Linked DNA regions of Oryzias latipes: region 1 is linked to region 2. A link is a contact called in public Hi-C data. All regions are on one chromosome and are shown on one strand. Each heading gives the region's core, a stretch centred on a gene start, on an enhancer-like site or on the middle of the called end of the contact. The rest is flanking DNA. Distances are from core to core; before and after follow the strand shown. Region 1 holds the start of pax1 (paired box 1). Region 2 overlaps foxa2 (Me-HNF3b protein).

Evidence for each region. A called contact is a pair of places that touch in the nucleus more often than the background predicts.
Region 1: a contact with region 2 is called in a Hi-C map of embryo, with 1.5 times the contacts expected there. The contact joins the promoter of pax1 here to the enhancer-like site in region 2. A contact is called at or near these places in 2 of 5 Hi-C or Micro-C datasets (both in embryo).

Annotation. Positions count from the first base shown.
Region 1 is chr22:16,416,788-16,421,504 of ASM223467v1, forward strand. It overlaps pax1 (paired box 1), which reads right to left and starts at 2,024. Exons shown (of 5, transcript NM_001172049.1): 1 at 1,773-2,024; 2 at 642-1,271. The coding sequence starts at 1,776.
Region 2 is chr22:16,311,014-16,315,964 of ASM223467v1, forward strand. foxa2 (Me-HNF3b protein) reads left to right here. Exons shown (of 2, transcript NM_001104692.1): 2 at 1-307. The coding sequence ends at 59. Among protein-coding and RNA genes, the nearest start is that of foxa2, 4.3 kb to the left of the region's middle. Within about 2 kb of position 1,443, at least 4 of the 8 cell types and tissues checked have an H3K27ac peak or open chromatin away from gene starts, as enhancers often do. A contact at or near this core is called in embryo, where this site is marked.

The DNA.
Region 1 (4,717 bases), core at 774-3,273, 110 kb after region 2:
TGCAAATGAAACAGATATGTAAAAACTAAAGCCTGCACAGAGTAATACATGTAAACATTTAAAATATATATTTTTATGTGGGTTGAGGTCAGTTTAGATTTTGCTGTGAAAAGAAACTCCACTTAATTAGCACGCATATTATTGGGTTATTATAAAAAATTCTAAATATATAAATAAAATTGATTTTAAGACAATATTTACAAGCAAAATATTTATTTTCAAATATTTCACAATTCAAATCTTTATATTGTGATATTAAATAAATACATATTTACATATGTACTTATAAAATGAGAGCATTATTTTATCTATTTTGTGTAATTTATTAAATCACTTCCTACAAACACCCTAAAGTGCGACTTCTAGCAGCAGTTTAAAGGGGAGACAGGAAGCCTCGTGAAACACTTGAAGGATCAGGCTGGATGTAACAGGTGAGCAAGGTGTTTGCCATCGCATCACTCCATGAAAAGGCCCATTGATTGAGCGTGGCCTTACTGCGTCCTGGCTGAACGCTGAAATGGAGGCCTATAAGTTTTAATGGACAAGTTGTTCTGCCTGATGCCGGGACGGGTTGTTTTGAGTAATGTTTTGACAATCACGCAGGCAAACAGGAAGGAGACAAAACGCGGCTTTTTCCTCACCTGTGGGATCCATGAAGGCGCGTATTCCCAGGATGTTACTGACGGTGTGCGGAGAAGGCCAAGCCCTGGATATGCTCACATGTCCCGGCGTCACTGGTACTCCGGGAGGGCTTCCCATTTTGGTGCTGGGGGGCGACATGGTGTTGGGGTAGGAATAAGGGTAAATGTGGTTGTAGGGGAGCCCGGCTTGCGCGGAGGCTTGCTTGCTGCTTTCATACTGGTTAGGCTGAGAGAGGTTCCCAATCTTGTTGCGTAAAATCCTGCTGATCGAACTAACAGACGGGACGTTGTACTTGTCACAAACGCCGTCTGCCAAAAGCCTGTCCCGAATCTCCCAGGCAAAGATCCCGGGGTCGTTCTGTTTGTATTCCCTGATATTTTTAACCACGTTCGGCGTCGTGACCCGTGGCTTGCTTCCACCGATGGCACCGGGCAAGATGGAGCCAGTCTCGTTGTATCTCGCTAAAATCTTGCTCACGCAGCCATGAGAGACTCGCAGCTGCCGGCTTATGTCGCAGGGCCTGATCCCGAGCTGCGCCAGTTCCACTATTCTTAACCGGATGGCATTGGGCAGGGGTCGCCCATTGACGAAAACGCCGCCAAGCTGGTTCACCTCTCCATAGGTTTGCTCTAGAAACAAAAATAATATTTAACCCCAAATACTCTTACATTACAATTTATTTAAAACTGAAGGAAATTATCACAAAAAACTTTAAGATTTAATTCTTGCATTAAAGTTGTGCCAGTGCAAATTTCTGAGGTCAGAAAGTTGCACCACACAGATTGGCAGCTACTTTTGTAAACCCGCTAGTTTGCAACTGTTCAGAAATGTGCAAATGAATCGGCTGGCCATCCCTCCAGCACCCGTGCGCACACAACAAAAAAACAACATTACATATAACGAGTTTATAGAACAGACAGAGAACCCATCAAAGGCATCTGCAACCCAAAGCCGTGTCTTCACATTCATGCCACACAACACTAGAAAAAAACATGAAAAAAACAACTACAAGCTCAAGATCCTTATAAATAAAGGATGACAAACTAATGCGCATTTTTTGCTCTTTACGCAGGCGTGGTTAAGCTTCCATAGCCTCCCTGCCACTGAACCATGCAGACAGTAAGGCTTACCCATTTGTCTGTATATTTCAGGAAATGTAGGTGTCCCCTCAAATGGATCTGTGCTTTCGGGCGAAGTCAGAGAGCGAAGGGGGAGCGAGAAGAATGAATCCAAGAAGAAGGAAAAAGCAGGCTCCTTCCAACTCGTTCGGCTTCAGCGCTCTCCCCTTCTTTATATTTTCGGAAGCAAGCGGCTACAGGGGCGCCGACGCGATCTTCATCCGATAAATGCAAATTGGACTTATCCCGGGGAGTCCGGAGTCTGCTGGAATTGATTTGACGCGTCCTCCACGTCAATCTTCGCTGTTATACGCCGAGCCTGTACTCTGCTTTCATTGGTCCTCCTGAGCTGGAAAATGCTGTCAGCCAATACAAACCCCATCCGGTTTGGAGCTGCGCTGCCTCCTCTAATATTTTGCATAGGGGAAGTGGCAGAGAGGGAAACTTCTCATCCAACATGAAGCGCTCTGGTAAGAATTTACGCATCACGCGAGATGGATTTAAAGAGAAGCCTGCTGCCAATATTCTCAGCTGCTCCTAAATATGAATATTTTCTTATTTTGAATTCATGCAGTAATTAAAAAATAGCTTTTTGGTTGTACTTGGACTAAATCACACCTTTGAAATTCCTTCTACAAATATGTAATTTAAAATTTAAAGACAGAATAAAATGGAAAGATATTTTTCACATGAATCCAATATTTTCCTTATTTATTTATTATATTTAAAGCCCATCAAGTGGATCAGGTGGGATTCTTTTACCGACCCATCTGAGAGAACATGGAAACTCCCTCATCACCAGCGGGTCTTTCATTTAATGCAGAGCATCAAAGATGGGAATGTTCTCATGTAATCGATACGTTTGTAGATTGCAGAGCCCCCAGACTATAAGATATCGACTGGATTCCAGAGACGTACATTATCACAGCGTGTTTTTTGAGTTTCCTGTGCAAGTTTAGAAGGTATCGTTTATAAGCTCACAAAACGTTACTAGTAAAACTTTACAGTCGACCCAATGGTAACAAGGTGCAGGGTCCCTATCCCCCACCCCACGCACACTCCCACCTACCTCACCCCTCCTCTCATTCTGAGTCTGCTGCACTCCACCATCCAGAACTTAGGACACATGGAAAGCATTAGGCTGCTTGGGATAAAGCTATCTGGGTGCTCGAGAAGATATCCTCTTTTGGACTCACTCTAAATATAAAGGAAACAATTAATTTTTCTTTACCCATTTTTTTTTCCTAATTTGAATACGCCGAGAATAATAATTGTGTGATGAGCTGCATTTGCATGTGGGAAGCGCTACAGGATCTGCAGGGAAAACCGACCGTTTCTCAAGACTGTGAATCAACTTTTGATGAAAAACGAGCCTCTTTGCATTTATCAACTTTTCTGTGTCATCCCTGAATTCTGTCCACTTCTTGACTTGCAGGACTTCCCTCATCTGGACGCAGCAGGAACTGCATCGTGTTGTCTGAACATTATGTGGCTTGATGGATTTGTGCAATTAACATTTTTTCTTAAATAATCCTTGAAACTCCAACATTTTGGATAACAAAGAAAGGTGCGTTTATGGACATGATATTTTCTACATTTTATTTTACTTTGATGTTTATTTCTAACTAACGAATCACAATCTATAGCTTTTTTAAATGCTGTTCTAATGGTTTTTTGTTTGTTTTTTGTGTTTTATTGTTGACATTGTATGACTTTATTTTGACATACTAGCATATAGATTTATTTATGATTAATAAAACATCAGTACAATTGACAAACCGACGGCTGCAATGCGTTTATTTTTAAGGAAAAAATGAGAGCGCGTGTATCTGAAATTGATACTTTTCTAGATTATTTTTTTTATTTTTTGCTTGAATTTATTATTTTTATTATTTTTTACATATAACCTTTCTTTGCTTGGTTTTAGAGGGTTTGTTAAATGCTGAATGGGAATTTAGATTTAATATTTACCAATGCTAAAAATCGTTCAGGTTGTATCCCCAAAAAACTTTAACGGTTAAGTTAACACTGTAATATGTTGAATGCCTTTTATTATACATTTGTAGGAAAAAAATCATGCTTGTTAAGATTCTATAAGCATCAGAAGATGCTTATGGAATATAGCCTGTTTGAAGGAAAAGGCTGCGTGAGAAACTCAGTGATTTGCTGCCAACACATTGCGTTGCCTTTTGCATCCGGTGAGTCTCTCCCCGGCGCCTGGTGTTTGTTTGTCTTGTGTAACAAACAACATCTCGTCCTTTTCCAGGATTCACAATGTGTTCACACCATACAGGCCCTCATACCACAAATCAAACACAAACACCAAAACCTCGGATCCCGTTCTTAAAACTAAAATTTAAATCAACTTTATTTTCATCTTCTTTCGCGCGCAAAGATCACCGCAACTGTAAACTGTACAATCATTGCGCACTGGAAGAAAAATGTATTATATACGAATTAGATTAGAAGATTAAAAAATATATATACATATATATATATATTTTATGAATAAGCCAAAACATTACATTGACGCATTTCAGGGCGTTTTCTGTGTCCAAAATGTGTGTCTTTGACAGCAAAATGACTGCCTGACGATTAATTCTCAATACAATTTATTGCTTTTTCCACTTTCGTGGATTTGTATGCAATGTCTACCCCTACTAATGCCTAAAACAGACCCTTTGGGAGTTTTCATGTCAAAAAGGGAACCGGGCGTTAGATCATGAAGATTGCGTTGTCCTTTGAAGACAAATACATTTAAAAAATGCTGATATTTCATGCGGTTTTCCAAATATTGGCGATTTCTTAATCCACCAAAACCTAAAACAGGCACGACCCATTTCTCTCCAAATCTCCCTAAGATCTGCCACAAGTCGGTTCATCCAATCGACACCTGACGCCCGCAAGGTGCAACGACCCCAGACGGTAAATATTGGTGTTGGTTTTAAGTGTCATCA
Region 2 (4,951 bases), core at 193-2,692:
TACCCGACACATCCTACTACCAAGGGGTCTATTCCAGGCCAATCATGAACTCCTCGTAGGCTCCCTGTATGCAGACTGCCCCCCACCCCCATTCCAGTTTGTACATTTGTAAAAAACAAAAACAAAAAAATATAGACTTTGTGTACTATATGTATTTGAGATATTTTTGACCTTTCTCACCGTTTTAGTTGTTGAGCTTGTTAGACTGTAAGGAGAATAAAGTGTTGCGCTTCAAAGATGGACCCCAAAGACACAAAAACTGCTGTAAGATATTCACGTTTGCATAAGTGGACACAGAAACCAGTTTGAATTCTTTGCCAGATCTGTTCAGTCATTTGTGTATTTCCTATTTATGGTCTGTATATGTGTATTCTTGTAGTGACAAGAATAGAATCTATATTAAAGTGTTATTGTTTTGCTTTCTGAACATGTCGGTGTTTAAATTATTATTTTTAACATTATCACAATTGTGCAAAAAGGAGTTGAAATCCCTGTTTTCCAAGCTATATAAGACGGAAACTGGAATTTAGGCGTTCAATTTGCATAAAGTACAAACAGTAACAACGTTTATTCAAACTGTATTCCTAATTTTTCTATTAAATAAACACACAAAATATAAATGTGACCAAGAATAAATTATTGGGCAATTAAATCGATCATGAAATATCACAAATAACCTGTCAAAAACACAAGGAGTTTAGCATGTTTGTGTCTTTTTTTATTCAATAAAAAAACAAACATATTCTCACCCACGTGATGCTCCAATAAAGGCGCATACTTTCCACAGCGGATTAATAGATTTGCTTCATAAAACCGGGTACAATGCTCTCAATTTGTCTCACAGGAAATGCAAACAAAACAAATATATGCTCATTAATCCCAAACGCAAATGGATATATTGATGGAGGGGTGTGGGAGTCAAAAATCAGCATTTGCTTACACACTGTTTTATAAAATTTTGAATATTTTTGGTAAAATCTCAACAAAAATTGTTATAAACAGGACAGGAATTTTTTTAAAGTCACACATTAGTCTATTAGACTGTTTGCGCGCGCACATGCAGGCAAATTTACCAATATAGAAATATTTATGAAAGTCCGATTATGAGATTTAACGCTCGTTTAATCTCTGATTTAAATTCCCCCACACAGAGTATACGTAGGTGTCAGTCAAGCAGCATCCATGTCACTCATTTCCCCCCGCATCTGTCTCTTCCCTTTTTTCTTTACACGAGTCCCAGGCGCGCGCACGTGAACGCGCATGCAAAGTTTAGATCACTGAATGAGATTAAGAGTCATTGTCCCATAAAAACAGCCTCCCGTGGCGCAGGAGAAAAAGGGGGCTGATTCTGGAAAAAAGGGCCGCCTGAATGTGATGCTCTAACTTCTCTCCCCACAATCTGGGCTTCCATTGTCTGCTCCCTATTTTCAAAGTAGTCGGGCCCTCCCCTCTAGTTAGATAAGATAGGCTTGTCCATGAATCCAGAGAGCCCTCCTGCTGCCTTCCCTTCCCTGCTGGAAGCTCAAATCCAAGGCCGGGGACGGTGCGTGGACGGGGGACATCTCCGCAGCCTATAACCACACAATGGCCCCGTCGACTTCTGAACGCACGGGGCCCTAGTGTGCGTTCATTCTCCAGACCCTCTTTTAGATCGTACTTTAAACAGCGTGATCTGCGAATAAACAAAGCCAGTAAACAATTGAGTGGAGGCTATGCCCACATATAGGAAGTGTACACACACAAACCAAATTGCACAAGTGTAAACTTTGAATAGGACGCAGCAGCTCTGTCAATTTACACAGACATTAAATTTCGTTCTATTCATTTTAGACATATAATGCTGAGCTGATTTTTTTTATAGTACACTGATCGATATCTCTGTAAAATAATCTTTTTTTTTAACTAGCAGGGCAGTGAAATCTTTGCTTTGTGCTAAAGTCAACAGTGACAGAGTTTGAGCTCAAATAAATGCCGTGATGTCTGAAGCTCTTTGCAGAAGGCAGAAGGCGAGCTTCTACAATGGGCTCCTCTGTGGCTTTGCCAACGACATGCAGCAGCTATTTTGCACAGGTATGACGCTTTTATTATATCCACCAAAATGCTATATTTCTTTTAAAAACTTTTTTTTATTCGTGAACTCTTGAGGGTCCGGGGTAATTTTCGGGCTCGACTAGAAGGAGGGGGAGCAGAGGATGGGATCCTAAAGTCATGGGAAACAAGGAGTGTTGGATTTGGAGACAGGGTGGTGCAAAGCTGAGGATCTGCAGGTTATAAGCTGGAGGAATAGTTGGAGCTCTTGCGAGGGGATGCGCTTCTGCACTGCAAAAAGTACAACAAGAAATAACTGATGAAGATGTAAAAAAAAAAGAAAGAAAGTTACAATAGGGTTACCACATGAATATTTTAACTTAAACGAAGACATAAAAGAATATATCATTTTACTTATAATAACAATAAAAACTAGAGATGGACTTGTTTTTGCAAAAAGAAAGAATAACCGCCTCTTGATCCGGGACTGATGATGCGCCTCTTGTTATTGGATATTTTTTGCAGTGTGCGGCTGATTGATATCATGTTGCAGCACAGATGTCATGGAGGCATGAAAGCTTAACAGAACCGACCCCGCGGCTGTCTGAGCACGCGCCCAAATCAGCGCAGCTTTTTTTTTTTACCGATTCGCAAACAAGAACATTTTCATGTAAAAAATAATTTTGATTTATGCAAAAAAGTGTATATTTCAGATATTATTGCAATAATAATAATAATAATAATAATAATAATAATAATAATAATAATAATAATAATAATAATATTAGCAAAGTTGAGGAGAAATTAATACAAAAACCGTTTAAGTGCTCGAAGGGCTCTTTAAAACATAATTTAGCCCCCCCCCCTCACACCAATTTGATATCTCAGGGTGGGATAACCCGGTTGAACCCCCTTCAGCGCACTCCGGGGGAGGGAATGGCCTCCTGGATCTTTGCCGGTTCAAAGGTAGCCATCCTGGCGGTCAAACACGCGCCGAGGCCACAGCATTGCACCATCCCGATATTCCGACATTACGCGGGGGTGTTCTGTCCTGAAGATGTCATCTAAAGATTCTGTTGAAATAGCAACCAAATAAAAAGATGCTTGTTGATCCATTTTTCAACGATAATCCCCGGATCTCTCTGCATTTTCCATAGTCGGATTTTGAGTATATCTCTATTAGAGGCCCGAAAATTAGATTTATTTTTTATTTTTTAACACAATGCGTCATCATTTCAAGGCCGACAAAAATCAATTTTTTAAATTAAAGAATTTGTTACATCAAGAATCGCTTTTAGATCTACATAAAAATGTTTCCTTTTTTAATTCAAGTGTTAAAAAATAAGCTAATGTAATTTATCTCTCTTTTTTAATACCTTTTAATAACCATTGCAGACTTTTAAATCAGACATTGTAATTCCCTGGCGAGCTCGGGCCTCGCTTTGAAAATGACTCAGGATAAGACATAAGCCGAACGGCATCCACCCATGGGCGTCTGCGCTACAGACTCCACGGCGGAAAAATAGGCATTTTATCACTTCATTTCGATAGAAGAGAATATGTGACACATATTTTGATAATGTTAATAAATGAAGGCGGGAAACATGTAGATCAACCTGATAATTTAATGTATAAAGGCCTTAATAATCGATTCTTGCATGAGAAAGCGAATTCTTCGATTCAGATATTGATCAGCCCCTCAAGGGTAATAGTTCCAATCAGGAGCAGCCCATTTTCCAGAGTTTTTCAGGGTCCTGCCGCACCTTTATGCTCCGCGCTGCAGCCCGTGGACTGGAACACCCAAGTAGATCAGTCTCCATGGTGACGGCGGGACACCGGTCCAACAAGCTGTAATTCTGTCTCAGCCTTTTGCAGGGGAGGGACCGTCCACACTAGCCCGACTTAACTCCTCTTTCAGTAGAAATACTCCTAATCCCATATCTTAGCAAGGCAAACTGTCGTCCCTCAGTATATTAAAGAGACCACAAAGTCAGAACTCAAACCACCCATGGTTTCTCAGCAGGCGGCCCATTCCGGTGGGACGATCCGCCGTGCCGGCCGTCCTCCCCCCGCAGCCCCACGTCCCCGTTTTTCCACGCGTTCACCAAAATGATCTAATATTAAAATTAAATAATATTAATATAATGAAATGAATAATATACTTTTTCAAACAAAAATTGTAAAATAAAACATATATAATGAAAAAAACGCAAAAATTCAAAAAATATTATATCTAGGCCTAAAAAACCCAATTTTGAGACCAATAAAGGTTTTATTGACGTATTTATTTGATTATTTAGGAGTGTAGTTGGCATAGAAGCATACTGCATGTAAAAAAATGTGCTCCTAATACAGAAAATTACTTCATAAATGTTCTAATTTTGAAAAAAAAACAGATTTTAAAATTTTATTTCAAACACTTTCATCTGATTTTAATAGTAACACAATATGGCAAATTGTTATAATTAATATAATAGTAAATTATTTTATTTACTTTCTAAAGTAAATAAAAAATATTTACTAAATATTATCATTTTTAAGCAAAAAGTTTTTTTTCTGCAAGACATTTATTCCGCAAAAATCTACTTTTAAATGGAATCCCAAAACATATTTTTTCACTTTAGATGCACTTTTATTCCTAGAATATTTAAGACAAAAATGAAAGAAGTGTTTCAGAGACAAAGAGGCTGTCTGAGTCACTGATAAAACTGTGACACTTCCCCTTTTCATTTTAAAGGCCTTTTTTTGTTTATGCAAAGTGAGAATTTCAGCCAAAAATAGTTTTGCACCTCCTCAAATCCATAACAATAATACTCTGAACTTTTTGTCACATTTATGATAAAAGTGTAAATTTGTTGATGTGTTGCGATGATGAAGAGGAGGTTTATGGGAAGAAGAGAAAGACAAACCACAAGAAAGACTG